Linked DNA regions of Mus musculus: all the other regions are linked to region 3. The links are chromatin contacts, called in public HiChIP or PLAC-seq and promoter capture Hi-C maps. All regions are on one chromosome and are shown on one strand. The core of a region is the stretch at or near the end of the contact, and the rest is flanking DNA. Distances in the headings are between cores, read along the strand shown.

Region 1 (3,477 bases), core at 768-3,267, 1.0 Mb after region 3:
TTTATGCACTCAACACTCAATTTGTCTCAGCTCTCATTTTCTTTCTTTTCTTCCTTTAAGTATTTATTTATTCTTATTATGTAGACCGGGCTGGCTCTGAACTTAGGCATGAGCCTACTCTTAACCCCCCACCCCGTGATGCATGTCTCAGACTTTTGACATGTTTCGTTTTATTTAGCATTTTGTTTAGTCATGTTTTATTTTATTTTAACATTTTATTTAAACAATATGCCTGCTCTGAACACAAGTGTTTAGTCCTAAAACACCTTTAGCTTTTTCCAGATAGTACATCCAGGCCTGGATTCCTCCTCAAGCAAGGAAGGCCAGCGGGGGAATTCAGGGACAACACCCCTAGCATCTATCAATTTCAAGGTATTTGGTTCATTTGCAGACAGCGGCGCGGGTGGATGAGAGGCGCTCTGCTCAGAAAGGCCTGTGGAGAGGTTTTGGCTTGACATTCACTTAGCTTGACACAGCTAAGACTGGGACTTAAAGTGAGCCCCCTGGGGACCTAAGGCAGACCCTTTTCTGGCCCCATCGCTTCTGTGTTCCTCCTCGCGCACCTGGCCAGTCCTGCACAGTGGCCCAGGTCCAGAATTCGCCATCAGGAGACGCAAGCCCGCCTGGGTTTAAACCCGGCTCTGCTACCGGAAGTCATTTGATAAATCTCAGGCTGGCATTTCTAATCTTTGCGGCTCCTCAGTTTTGCAAATCTTTAAACAAGCTGTAACCTCCTTCAAACAGCGCGCCAGACAGACAACCCCCAGGGTCAGACAGAATGCATCTGCACTCCACTTCCTCCAAGGTCAGGCCCGCACCTCTTCCAGCACCTTTCTGTCTGCTGATTCCCGTGCACTCATCCCGCAGCCCAAAACCCAGGAATGTCTCCCACCCTGGAGGCCCAGGTCTGAGCACAGGAGACTCATCGAGCCCCTGGGGGCAGACCAGGGGGAGAGTACCCTCCGGGCAAGATCAGCGAGGTGGGGGTTGGTCGAGTGATTTATGGTGCTTATCAACGTTTTAGGAAGCAGAAATTAACCTGAGGAGGATTAGGCCCCGAGCTTTGAAGTGCGTTGTTTTGTTTTCCTCCCGTCCACTCCCAGGATCAAACAGTTCCTGTTCCTTCCATCGCTCTCCTCCTACTCCGGTTGTCTCTTCTCCCCTCGCCTATGCCCTAACAAGCCCTTTTGCATTGTTTTTCTTAATTTCAAATAGAAATCTTTTGACACTAGCTACCGAGTTCCTGTCAGTGGTCTAGAAACAGAAAGACCCCTCCCCCATCCCTGTCCTCCGGGAATAGTGTTTAACGTTTGAACATCCACTTTCTGTTTGGGAGATCAGAGGTAGCAAATCTGTAACTCTTCTTTTCTTTGGCACTTTCTTCCCATCCAAAGCCCTTAGCCTAGTCCCCCAGGGAGGCTGGCCTTCCCGGGAAGAGGGCTAGGTTGAGGTGCTTGGCCTTCATCTCTGGGCGAGTGCTAACTTCGCTTAGCTCATCACACCTCCGGGTAGTGCGGATTCCTGGATGGTCCTCTTAGCTCTCCAGTCTTCCAGGGCCCGGGACTGTGGGGTGCTCTTTCCACGCTGCTCTTTATTCCCCCCTCCCCGACATTCAAGCTTCCGAGCGGAATCGTCTCCCGCAGTTCTTTCCCGGAGGCGCTAGTTGAAAATGCAATTTCCTTGGGGGGGTGGGGGTGGGGGGAGAGTGGAGAGGCAGGGGGTGTGGTCCGGCTGAGAGTAAAACAGAAACTCGGTTTGTTTGGGGTTCTGAAACCATCCATGTTTTATTGCATCCGCCTCAGAGTCAACTAAGACTTAATGAGCATCCAGGCGGGAAAAGCACAAGGAGATTTGCTCGGTGCTCGGGAGGGGACCTGAGTGAGGGGAGTCTGTTTACTTTCTCTTGCAACTAGAGGTTGCAACATCTTCCCCAAATGGCTCCTTCTAGTGCCGGGGGTATAGACAGGCAAGTCAAAAGGCATCAGGTTTCAGCTCTCTGAGTAATCCAAGATCATTCAGCCAAGAAGACCTTCGAAGTTGGCCCTGTCTACAGCTTGTAATGAAAAGGGTAATCTGTCGTGTAATGAAAAACAGTACCCACAAAACAAACCAGTCTCCGACGGCCTTCCACCTCGCACCACTCTACCCTAAAACCCGCCAGTGACAAATATTACTATCCAGTTCCACCCCCAAAAGAGGAAGCAGTAGATCTTCCTCTTAATAACTTCCCAAAGTGTTACAAATAATAAAAGGGGCGCATAAATCATCGCCCAAGCGACTCAATGCGGACCACGAAGGATTTACTTCTCTTGAGCCTTAGCTTCCAATCGCTCTCTCATTGGTTTATTTCTCGAAGTCCGCCCCCAGATCCATGCTCTTATTGGTCAATATGGCAGGGTGACGAGTAGAAAGGGCGTGGGGTTGGTGGGAGGCTGGATTTTTCCAGTGCGCAAGCGTTCTAGGGTGTGCGGGTGTGATTGACAGCCAGGGGGAAACAAGTGCGCGTGCGTGGATGAGTGAGCCAGTCAGAGACACACAGAGACAGAGACACACAGAGACAGAGACACATAGAAAAAAGAAAGAGGGAGAGGGATGGAGAGAGAAAGAGAGAGAGAGAGAGAGAGAGAGAGAAAGGAAGGGGGGGAGAGAAAGAAAGAAATGAGGTGTAAGGAGAAGGAAGAGAGCTAAGGTGAAAGAGACCTATGGCGAGGTGGTGGGTGCTGACACTGGTGGGGTGCAGTCCTAGCTGCAGGCATTTCCCGCTGAGTCAGATTGTTGTGCCCGGTCCTCCACAGATCCTCTAGGAGGGCCTGGAAGGGATTCACTGAGGACGGTCTTCACCAGGCTAACTGTTGGTAGGGAGTAAAGAGAAATAGGAGGCTTGCTTTCCTCTAGGAATCCACTTAAAATCGCCAGAAGTTTATTTTTATAGCCGTGTTATTCGTGCATTTCCGGAAAAGCACACAATTCAAGCCCTCAATGTCCCAGGTATCGTAGTCCTAGGCACTCCACTAATAGCCAGCATCACTCCAGCCCTGTGTGGCTTCTCACAAACACATCTGCCACAGCTCTCTAAGCGGCTTGTAATCGAAGAGGCCCGAGAAAAAGACACACTGTAAGAGTGCTTGGGTGGAAGGAAAAAAAATAAATAAAGAGGAAAAAAATACGTAAAGGAAGAAAATTAGAAAAGTGCAGCCACTAAAGAATAGTGACAGAAAAAAAACCAAACAAACAAATAAACAAACAAAACTACCCGCCCCATCCCCAAACATACGTACAAACAAAAAGACAAAACCGCGGAAGGACAAGTCCGCTCACTACTGAGTGGAAAATTTGGAAATCATTCCAGGACCGGCTTTATACAGAAGGATCAAACCCGGTTTGTGTAGATGCCTGTTAACGCCTGCTACAAAATTCTTGAGAGGCGAGGGCCGGTGTCTGCAGCTGCAGCCGCTGGGCCGCTGCCCGCTTGCATCC
Region 2 (3,713 bases), core at 1,103-3,602, 1.2 Mb after region 3:
GGAAAAGAAGGAAGAATGGACAGTTTCTGTAGGTTAGCTGTTAAAATGCAGTTTCATTTGCGGTTGCTGTAAATGGAATCAAATCATACTGACTTTGGTGAGCAAGACCCAGATGGACAGACAAACCCCTCATGTGCTCTTAGATACACTAGTGTTTTTAACTTAGAGTGCCTGTAAGGGTCAGAAAGCTACAAGAACTCTCTCTCTCTCTCTCTCTCTCTCTCTCTCTCTCTGTGTGTGTGTGTGTGTGCGTGTGCATGTAGGCCTTAAGGGAGGTGGATACCAATATGGTAGCAGCAGAGCAGCAAGGGATAGTAGTTGGGGGATCAGAAGAGTTAGCCAATAGTAAGTGTCTATGGAAAAGCCTCATGGAAACCTACTATTTTGTAAACCTAATAAGAAATGTCATCTAAAATTCCTTTTAAAAGTTTGAGCAGAGAAACCTGAATCAGTAGATAATGGCCTCCCCCATCCATGATGAATAAGAGAGCCCATGGAGTCCAAGGCTTGGAGCCCAGAACCTTTGCTAGGGATAGTAGAGGGACGAAGACAGGAAAGACACACAGACTCATGTACAGTGAAGCTGGGATACAGTGGGGTGCTCTAACTTCCACCACCACAGTCTGGAACCTCAGTGTGTTTATTTGGTGCTGCACAGGGAGAGGGGTAGGGTAGTCTTGGTGGCAGGTGCCTGTGAGGAACAGTCTTAGGCTATAAACAGCCCTGAGGAGGAAGCTGCCTTTGTTAGTCTGCACACAATGATCCATTAACACACAGACTCAGATTCCTGAAGAAAGCTCCCTCTTGAATCTAGCTGGCATGGGGAATAGCTTTGCCAGATCACTGGGGGCCTATTGGTCTTGGAGTCCTCAAGAGGTTGGGCCCATGTCACAACACAGGTCTGCACAAGCCTTCACTAGCTCTGCTTTCTGCACTTCCATATCACCCGTCGCTCATGAACGTTCTTTGTTACTGAGGAAGGAGGTGCCATTTTTTCAGTGGTGTGGCCATGGGCACTGAAGTAGGAAAACAGAACTTTGGAGGTATGTGTGGTGACTGAGTGTTTGAAGGACCCATAGCTTTCATACCCTGGCCGACATCCTCCTGATGGTCCCAGGGCACCTCATAAGTACAGTCACCATGGAGTAGTCCCATTCTACCTGAGCACTGGTCCTAAGACTTTGAGACAAGGGCAGAAAGGTACCCAAGAGGGAAGGGCCTTGCTCATGCATAAGGTTATTTTGGGGTGAACTTCAGCTGTTTGTGGGCAAATTACTGTGATCCTTTCTACATTAGTCCTTTATCTGTAAAAAGAAATGTGGCAATAGGCAGAACCACAGCCTAACATTTGGTATGCATTTTGTGTAGAGCCTGAGAAACCAAACCAAAGGCATATCTCAGTGTGACTGTACAGTCTTGCACGGTTTAGGCAAAGCCACATACAATAAGGCATGAGGTTCTTATAACACAAAAATAAATGTCTGTGAGCACATTTAGATATACTATAGGTACTGGGGGTGTGGGGGTGGGTGCAGGGGAGTGGCAGGCAGAAACAGCCAGCAGCCTTTCTCTTTCAAACAGGGCAAAACTTGAAAATCAAGGAGCTAGCCTGGAGCCATGGAAGACCTGTGAGGGACTGCCATGAAGCCAACAGTTCCAGGACGATGGAACTCTCAGGGAGGCAGGCCAGGCCAGTGGCTGTTTGGTATGTCTGGTTTCATCAGCTTCATTAGCTCCAGCATATTATTCTAAAAAATAGGAAGCCTGTGGTGGTGTGTAGTCCCAAGAGGAGGATATGCTTGCTACATTGTACATATGTGTAGGTGCCACACCTCAGGCCAGGCCCTCAGACCGTTATTATGTGTCAAGAAGTGAGTCCTAAAATATTGGCTGGCTCCAGAGAAAACAAATTTGCCATCTTGTGAGCTTATTTTTTTTTCTTTCCTCCTTTCTTTCTTTTAAAGACTAAATAAAATTAACTGCTTCCTACTAAATACTTGATTTACATCACATTTTGAATTTCCCATCATGTGAAGGGATTAATTTTTTCCCTAAGAGCAATGAAAATAACGGGCAGAAGCCAACAAAACAGTTCTTTGTGCAAGCTCCATTTATTTCTGCGGTCTGAAGGCCTTTTCGATTTCCTCGCACACAGAGAGAATCCCTCCTCGGCATGTCAAAATAGGGTCTTTTCAAACAACTCTGACACTGTGGGATTTCCCCTTCACTAGACACCCTTCCTTTTTCTCTCCTTGCCTTTCCTTCAGAGCGTTAAGAGTCTATGTGATGGTGTCGCCACTGAAGCTCTGTGTTTCAGGGACATCTTATTGAGCGGCTCAGCTTCAGCAGTGATGTCATCGCTCCCGGGTTGGGTATTGGAGAAGGATTAATGAAAACAAAAGGTTAGCCCTTTCCAGTCCTGGTTGGGGCCATGTTGTCTCGGTTTTGATCATTTGCCCCAAATTAAGATTTCTGACGAAAGCCCTCATGTCCATGCTTGGCTGGCAGTTTTATGGCTGACCAAAGTGTGTCCTGGCCAGGGTTCTGGTTGGCTGTGTGTTTATACAGGCTGTTAATCAGATGGGGAGGGGGTGGCCAACCTGGAGGCCGTGAGCAGAGCCACCCCATGTGCTGTTGTTATGCCTGCACTTTGTTACTACAAATTACATAATGACATGTTACATTTCAAAGTGTATTTTTACTTCAGGGAAAATTAAGTCAGTAAACAAACAACGCTGAGTTGGGAGGAGGTGCGGGGGGGGGGGGGGGGAGAAGGAAAGGAAAAGAAAAAAAAGGCCCCTGGTTTGCAGGTCTTCCTCCTAGAGAAGGCTCTTAATTAAACTGTAGCTATAAACAAATCGTTGTTTTATTGAAAAGAGAACCATCGAGTATAAAAGCTATTTTTAAAATTAGGATGTGAACAATTTCTGGACAGGGGTCTGGGCCGTGTTTTGGATTTTATGATCTGTACAAAATGAACGGGCCAGCTTGTGTGGCAATGGGAGGCTTGCAATTTTTGATTGCTAATCCCTCTTGAATGTGGCGGCTGCTGCTTTGCTTGAGTGGAGCCTGTAAACACCAGAATTGTTGTAGTGTTTCCAGGTACTAATTCAAGCAAAACTGCTTCATGCAAGTGTGGAATTGCCAACTGTGGAACTTGGGGGCTCATTTGTACAATATCTGCCCAATATTTGAAAGACTTCAAAGCTTAAAACAAAACAAAACAAAACAAAACAAAGCAAAACCTATAGCCCTCCAGATCAACTTCTAAACTGCTCACAGCCTACCTGTGAACTCAACGTACATTCTTTTCTGTGAGCTATTGAAATAAAGTCTGTGTTCAGGATCCAGGGTTACAAGGAATCTCTTTTGGGGCAGTGGTCACACTCATATATTATTCAATTACATGTGTATGTATTTGTCCAAACTCTTTCAGCATAAACTATGTTACCAGATGACAATGTGTCCTCGCTTTCTTTTTGCTACCTACATGGAGGAATGAGAAGGACACATACTAAACTGCATTAACAGTGAACCATTGGACCAAATCTAACCGATCTGAAGCCTGTGGCTTTCAGTTCACTCGGCTTGAAGTCTCTGGGTTTGCTCAGGTGTTTCCTTGTCACTGGGAATAGCAGCCACCCAGGAAATGGCTGGATGACAGATGGGCCCTATGGTATTTTATAAATATTTCTTAGGCCAAGTTATGGTGA
Region 3 (3,700 bases), core at 635-3,134:
GGCTCAGATTTTCATTTAAAAAAAAAATCATGGTGCTTCCTGTCAGTGGACAGCTCTCTTTACCAGCACAGACACCCAGTGTGGAAAATCTCTTTGTACTACTTCAGGATGATTTCAATAAGAAACTAACATGATCCTTTTTTTAACCTCTTTCCCTAAATTACTTTAAAGATTAGTCTCAATAATAGTCTTCATGTGTCTAAGCATTAAATGACTATCTATCAAATAGGATATATCCCAGTATTTAGTAGCTCAAGTGAGTAACAGATATGAATGAAGATAGAATGGATGTTCTTTCTGAAGTGTCTCTAGGCTTGGGTTATAACTTTCCTGGTCTGCGTTTGAGAAGGCCGTTGTTCTATCCTGCTCTCTGAAAAATCAGCAAGGTGCACCAACGGAAACTGCTTTGCATACCCAGAGGAGAGTTATTTTTTAGAATGGCGGTGATAGTTTGCACTGCTTTACCATCATGCAAAGGATCTAGGCGTGTCTGCTATTCAGAAGAAAGAAAGAGCACAATTCCAGGTACGAGTGAGGCATCAGTATTTACTTCAAAGATCAACATTAGGTGGAATTAATAAGTAATTTATTTGTTAATAATAATGGCATAATTAGTTTACCCATCAAATTTCAATTACCAAATGGCAGGCAACAGTCCCTTCTCTCTCCTTTCCAGAGCTACTGATATCGTTAAAATGCTAATTTTTCAGCAATCGCGGGCTGGTCTGTAAATATAGCCCTTGGTTTAGATCCTGCACGAGGAAACAGCATCCAAAAGGAGAAGGGAGGGAAAAGTTAGAAAAGACCGATTGACAATTAGACCAGGCAGGGTCTTATTGTATCTCAAACTTGTTTTTGTTTGGTGATTGTTCTGAAACGCGAAGTTACTGGATTCGAAGCCGGGTTTTGTGCAGGCGTCGTCTCTCTTCCCACTCTGGGGTGGAGGTCTCACAATAGCGCCTAATAAAGGAGGCACATTTAGCTCTCCTCAGCACCTCCATCAACTGCAATATAGGAAGGTTCCAAGTCTTTAAATGAAAAAATAATGTACAAATTCTGCGTCTGAAAGAAAAAAAGTAAAAATAAGTATCCACGAGGTTTTAGTGGATCGCCCTCGCTTGCTGTACTTCCTTGACCCGCTTGTTCAGCGGCCCTTCTACCCATCCTCCCTGTGCAGCTCCAGCCCTGGCTTCGCAAAGCAGGGACTCCCTAACAGCCGGGTGGATGTGTAGGGCGTGGACAAAGAATCAAAGGGCGAGAAAAATGGGTCCGTAGGCCTCCTTCGTTTTATTCCAGAGCTAGGATAAAAAGCCAGGGTCTGCCTCTTGGTCCCAGTGCCCTTCCCTCTCCTGGAGGGCCTCGAACCCTCGGAGGACCACCCGAAGCCTGGTTGGACTGGAGATCGGCGCTGAGTCGTGGCGACCAGCTGCCCAGAGGCCTAGGACAGACGTGGGCAGGAACAGGGCTCGAAAGGACCCGCAGTCTAACAGGCCCCAACTTCTCAGCCGGAACCCAAGTTGGGGGGCCCGAGGAACCCAAGCTCGCTTCTCCCACCCTGAAGGCTAGCAGCATCCATCACGCATCCCCCGCGCGTTTCCTGATCCGGGTCCGCGCGCGCGGATTTCCCATTGGCCGGATCGCAGCACGTGGGGCGCGGGGGCGGGGCGCGCAGGGCCACGGGGAGCGCGCGCGGGCGGGGGAGGAGCGGCGCGGACTTCGGCGGCGGCGACGGCGGGAGGGGGAGGGGCAGTCGTTTGACAGCGGGGGGAGGGGCGGGCGCCGGGGCCGGGGGGGGGGGGGGGGGGGGATGGGAAGCGCGGCGAGAGGGGGAGGGGCCTCGGCGAGCGCAGAAAAACGACACCGCGAGAAAAATTAGTATTTTTGCACTTCACAAATTAATGACCATGAGCTCGTTTTTGATAAACTCCAACTACATCGAGCCCAAGTTCCCTCCTTTCGAGGAGTTCGCCCCGCACGGTGGCCCGGGCGGTGGGGACGGCGCCGTGGGCGGGGGTCCCGGCTACCCGCGGCCCCAGAGCGCCCCGCACCTGCCGGCCCCGAACCCGCACGCGGCCCGCCAGCCCCCCGCTTACTACGCGCCGCGGGCGCGCGAGCCCAGCTACCCCGGGGGCCTGTACCCCGCGCCCGCCGCCGCCTGTCCCTACGCCTGCCGCGGGGCCAGCCCCGCGCGACCCGAGCAGTCCCCGGCCCCCGGCGCGCACCCCAGCCCGGCCCCGCAGCCCCCCGCGCCCCCTCGGCACTGCGCTCCCGGCCCCACCACCCCGGCTGTCGCGACGGGGGGCAGCGCCCCCGCGTGCCCGCTGCTGCTGGCGGACCAGGGCCCGGCGGGCCCGAAGGGCAAGGAGCCGGTGGTGTACCCCTGGATGAAGAAGATCCACGTGAGCGCCGGTATGTGGCGCCGCCGGGAGGGCAGCGGGCGTGGGGGCGCGGGGCAGGGCGCGGGAGGGGACCCCCATCTGGCCGGCGCTTTGGCTGTGGGTGTGTGCGCGCCGCCCGCAGCCTGGTCCTAACGTGAGAACCCTTTTGTACCCAGGGTCCCTTTATCCTGAGATTTACGAGACGCCAAACTGTTAGGGCAGTAATTATAGCCCCCATAAATTTAATTGCCCTGGCAGAGGCTCCCGGCCATGTGTCTTTGAAGCTTTTCTTCAGCCCCAAAGCCCAGCACCATTCTTTATGGCTCTCGGGTGTTTCCCGTTGTCAATAGCCTGTGAAACATTTTCTTTGCCTTTTTATGTATCTTGTGTGAACTTGGTGTCAGGTTATTATATAATGATGATGTCCGATTGCTCTTCCCCACCCTATCTCCTCTCTCCTCCCCTCCTCCTCTTCTACTTCTTCCTCTTTGGCCTTCTCTTTCGGGGTTCTGGTGTTCAGTCAACTCCAGTTATAACGGAGGCGAACCTAAGCGCTCTCGAACCGCCTATACCCGGCAGCAAGTCTTGGAACTGGAGAAGGAATTCCACTTTAACCGCTACCTGACCCGGCGGCGCCGCATCGAGATCGCCCACACGCTCTGCTTGTCGGAGCGCCAGGTCAAGATCTGGTTTCAGAACCGGAGAATGAAGTGGAAGAAAGACCACAAACTTCCCAACACCAAGATGCGATCTTCCAACACTGCCTCGGCCCCTGCCGGCCCGCCTGGGAAAGCACAAACTCACAGCCCACACCCCCATCCCCACCCTCTCCCTGGTGCTTCCACACCCATTCCCTCCTCCATATAATCTAGAGACCTGGATCAGTTTCTCTCACTTATGTGCCCTACTCATCTCCTGCTCCTGTCCTCATCTGCTCTTCCCTAAGTAAACCCGAGACACCAAAACAAAATCCAACTTGCTGGAAACCATAACCAAAAAGAAGACATTATCCCTGGTTGGTGTGACCCCTCCAAGAGGACGTCTGTCCTCGTCCTCGTTACTGCTTAGTGGAACAACCTGCTGACCTGGACAACTTTGCCAGGATTGGACACCTGTAAGAAAGCACTGGCCATCGACTACCTTTGAGTCAGCCAGACAGCACGTGCTGACTGGGGACATGTACTTGTATGCAGAAGAAGCAGGCCGGTTCCCAGCTTCCCAGCTTTCTAACCTTCCTTCCTCTTCTGCGTTAAGGCAGCTCACATGAGCTTTACTGAGTAGACTTTGTGGACCTCACCAGATTATTTAATTTTCAAAGTGTG

What was found. Promoter capture Hi-C pulls out the DNA fragments that hold promoters and counts their contacts. HiChIP or PLAC-seq counts read pairs in DNA pulled down with a chosen protein or histone mark.
Region 1: a contact with region 3 is called in a promoter capture Hi-C map of epiblast stem cells, with 16 times the contacts expected there. The contact joins the enhancer-like site here to the promoter of Hoxa4 in region 3. A contact is called at or near these places in 10 of 39 promoter capture datasets (cranial neural crest, embryonic stem cells, epiblast stem cells and 6 more), 9 of 484 Hi-C or Micro-C datasets (Kupffer cells, bone marrow-derived macrophages, cardiomyocytes and 5 more), 20 of 115 datasets of contacts at active chromatin or transcription factors (bone marrow-derived macrophages, craniofacial prominence, differentiating embryonic stem cells and 13 more) and 1 of 9 other capture datasets (pancreatic islet).
Region 2: a contact with region 3 is called in an H3K4me3 HiChIP or PLAC-seq map of embryonic forebrain, with 5 times the contacts expected there. The contact joins the enhancer-like site here to the promoter of Hoxa4 in region 3. A contact is called at or near these places in 2 of 39 promoter capture datasets (cranial neural crest and hippocampal neurons), 2 of 115 datasets of contacts at active chromatin or transcription factors (differentiating embryonic stem cells and embryonic forebrain) and 1 of 9 other capture datasets (embryonic stem cells).

Annotation. Positions count from the first base shown.
Region 1 is chr6:51,171,976-51,175,452 of GRCm38.p6, reverse strand. No RefSeq gene overlaps it. Among named protein-coding and RNA genes, the nearest start is that of Gm32328, 7.3 kb to the right of the region's middle. Within about 2 kb of position 2,017, at least 182 of the 459 cell types and tissues checked have an H3K27ac peak or open chromatin away from gene starts, as enhancers often do. A contact at or near this core is called in Kupffer cells, bone marrow-derived macrophages, craniofacial prominence and 7 more, where this site is marked.
Region 2 is chr6:51,005,015-51,008,727 of GRCm38.p6, reverse strand. The region is part of intron 2 of Gm46959 (a long non-coding RNA gene); the gene reads right to left. Among named protein-coding and RNA genes, the nearest start is that of Gm46959, 5.4 kb to the right of the region's middle. Within about 2 kb of position 2,352, at least 37 of the 459 cell types and tissues checked have an H3K27ac peak or open chromatin away from gene starts, as enhancers often do. A contact at or near this core is called in embryonic forebrain, where this site is marked.
Region 3 is chr6:52,189,887-52,193,586 of GRCm38.p6, reverse strand. It overlaps Hoxa4 (homeobox A4), which reads left to right and starts at 1,884. Exons shown (of 2, transcript NM_008265.4): 1 at 1,884-2,409; 2 at 2,899-3,700. The coding sequence starts at 1,899. The coding sequence ends at 3,245. All of the region lies in intron 2 of Hoxa3 (homeobox A3), which reads left to right. It overlaps LOC115490409 (a long non-coding RNA gene), which reads right to left. Exons shown (of 2, transcript NR_168044.1): 2 at 527-1,062.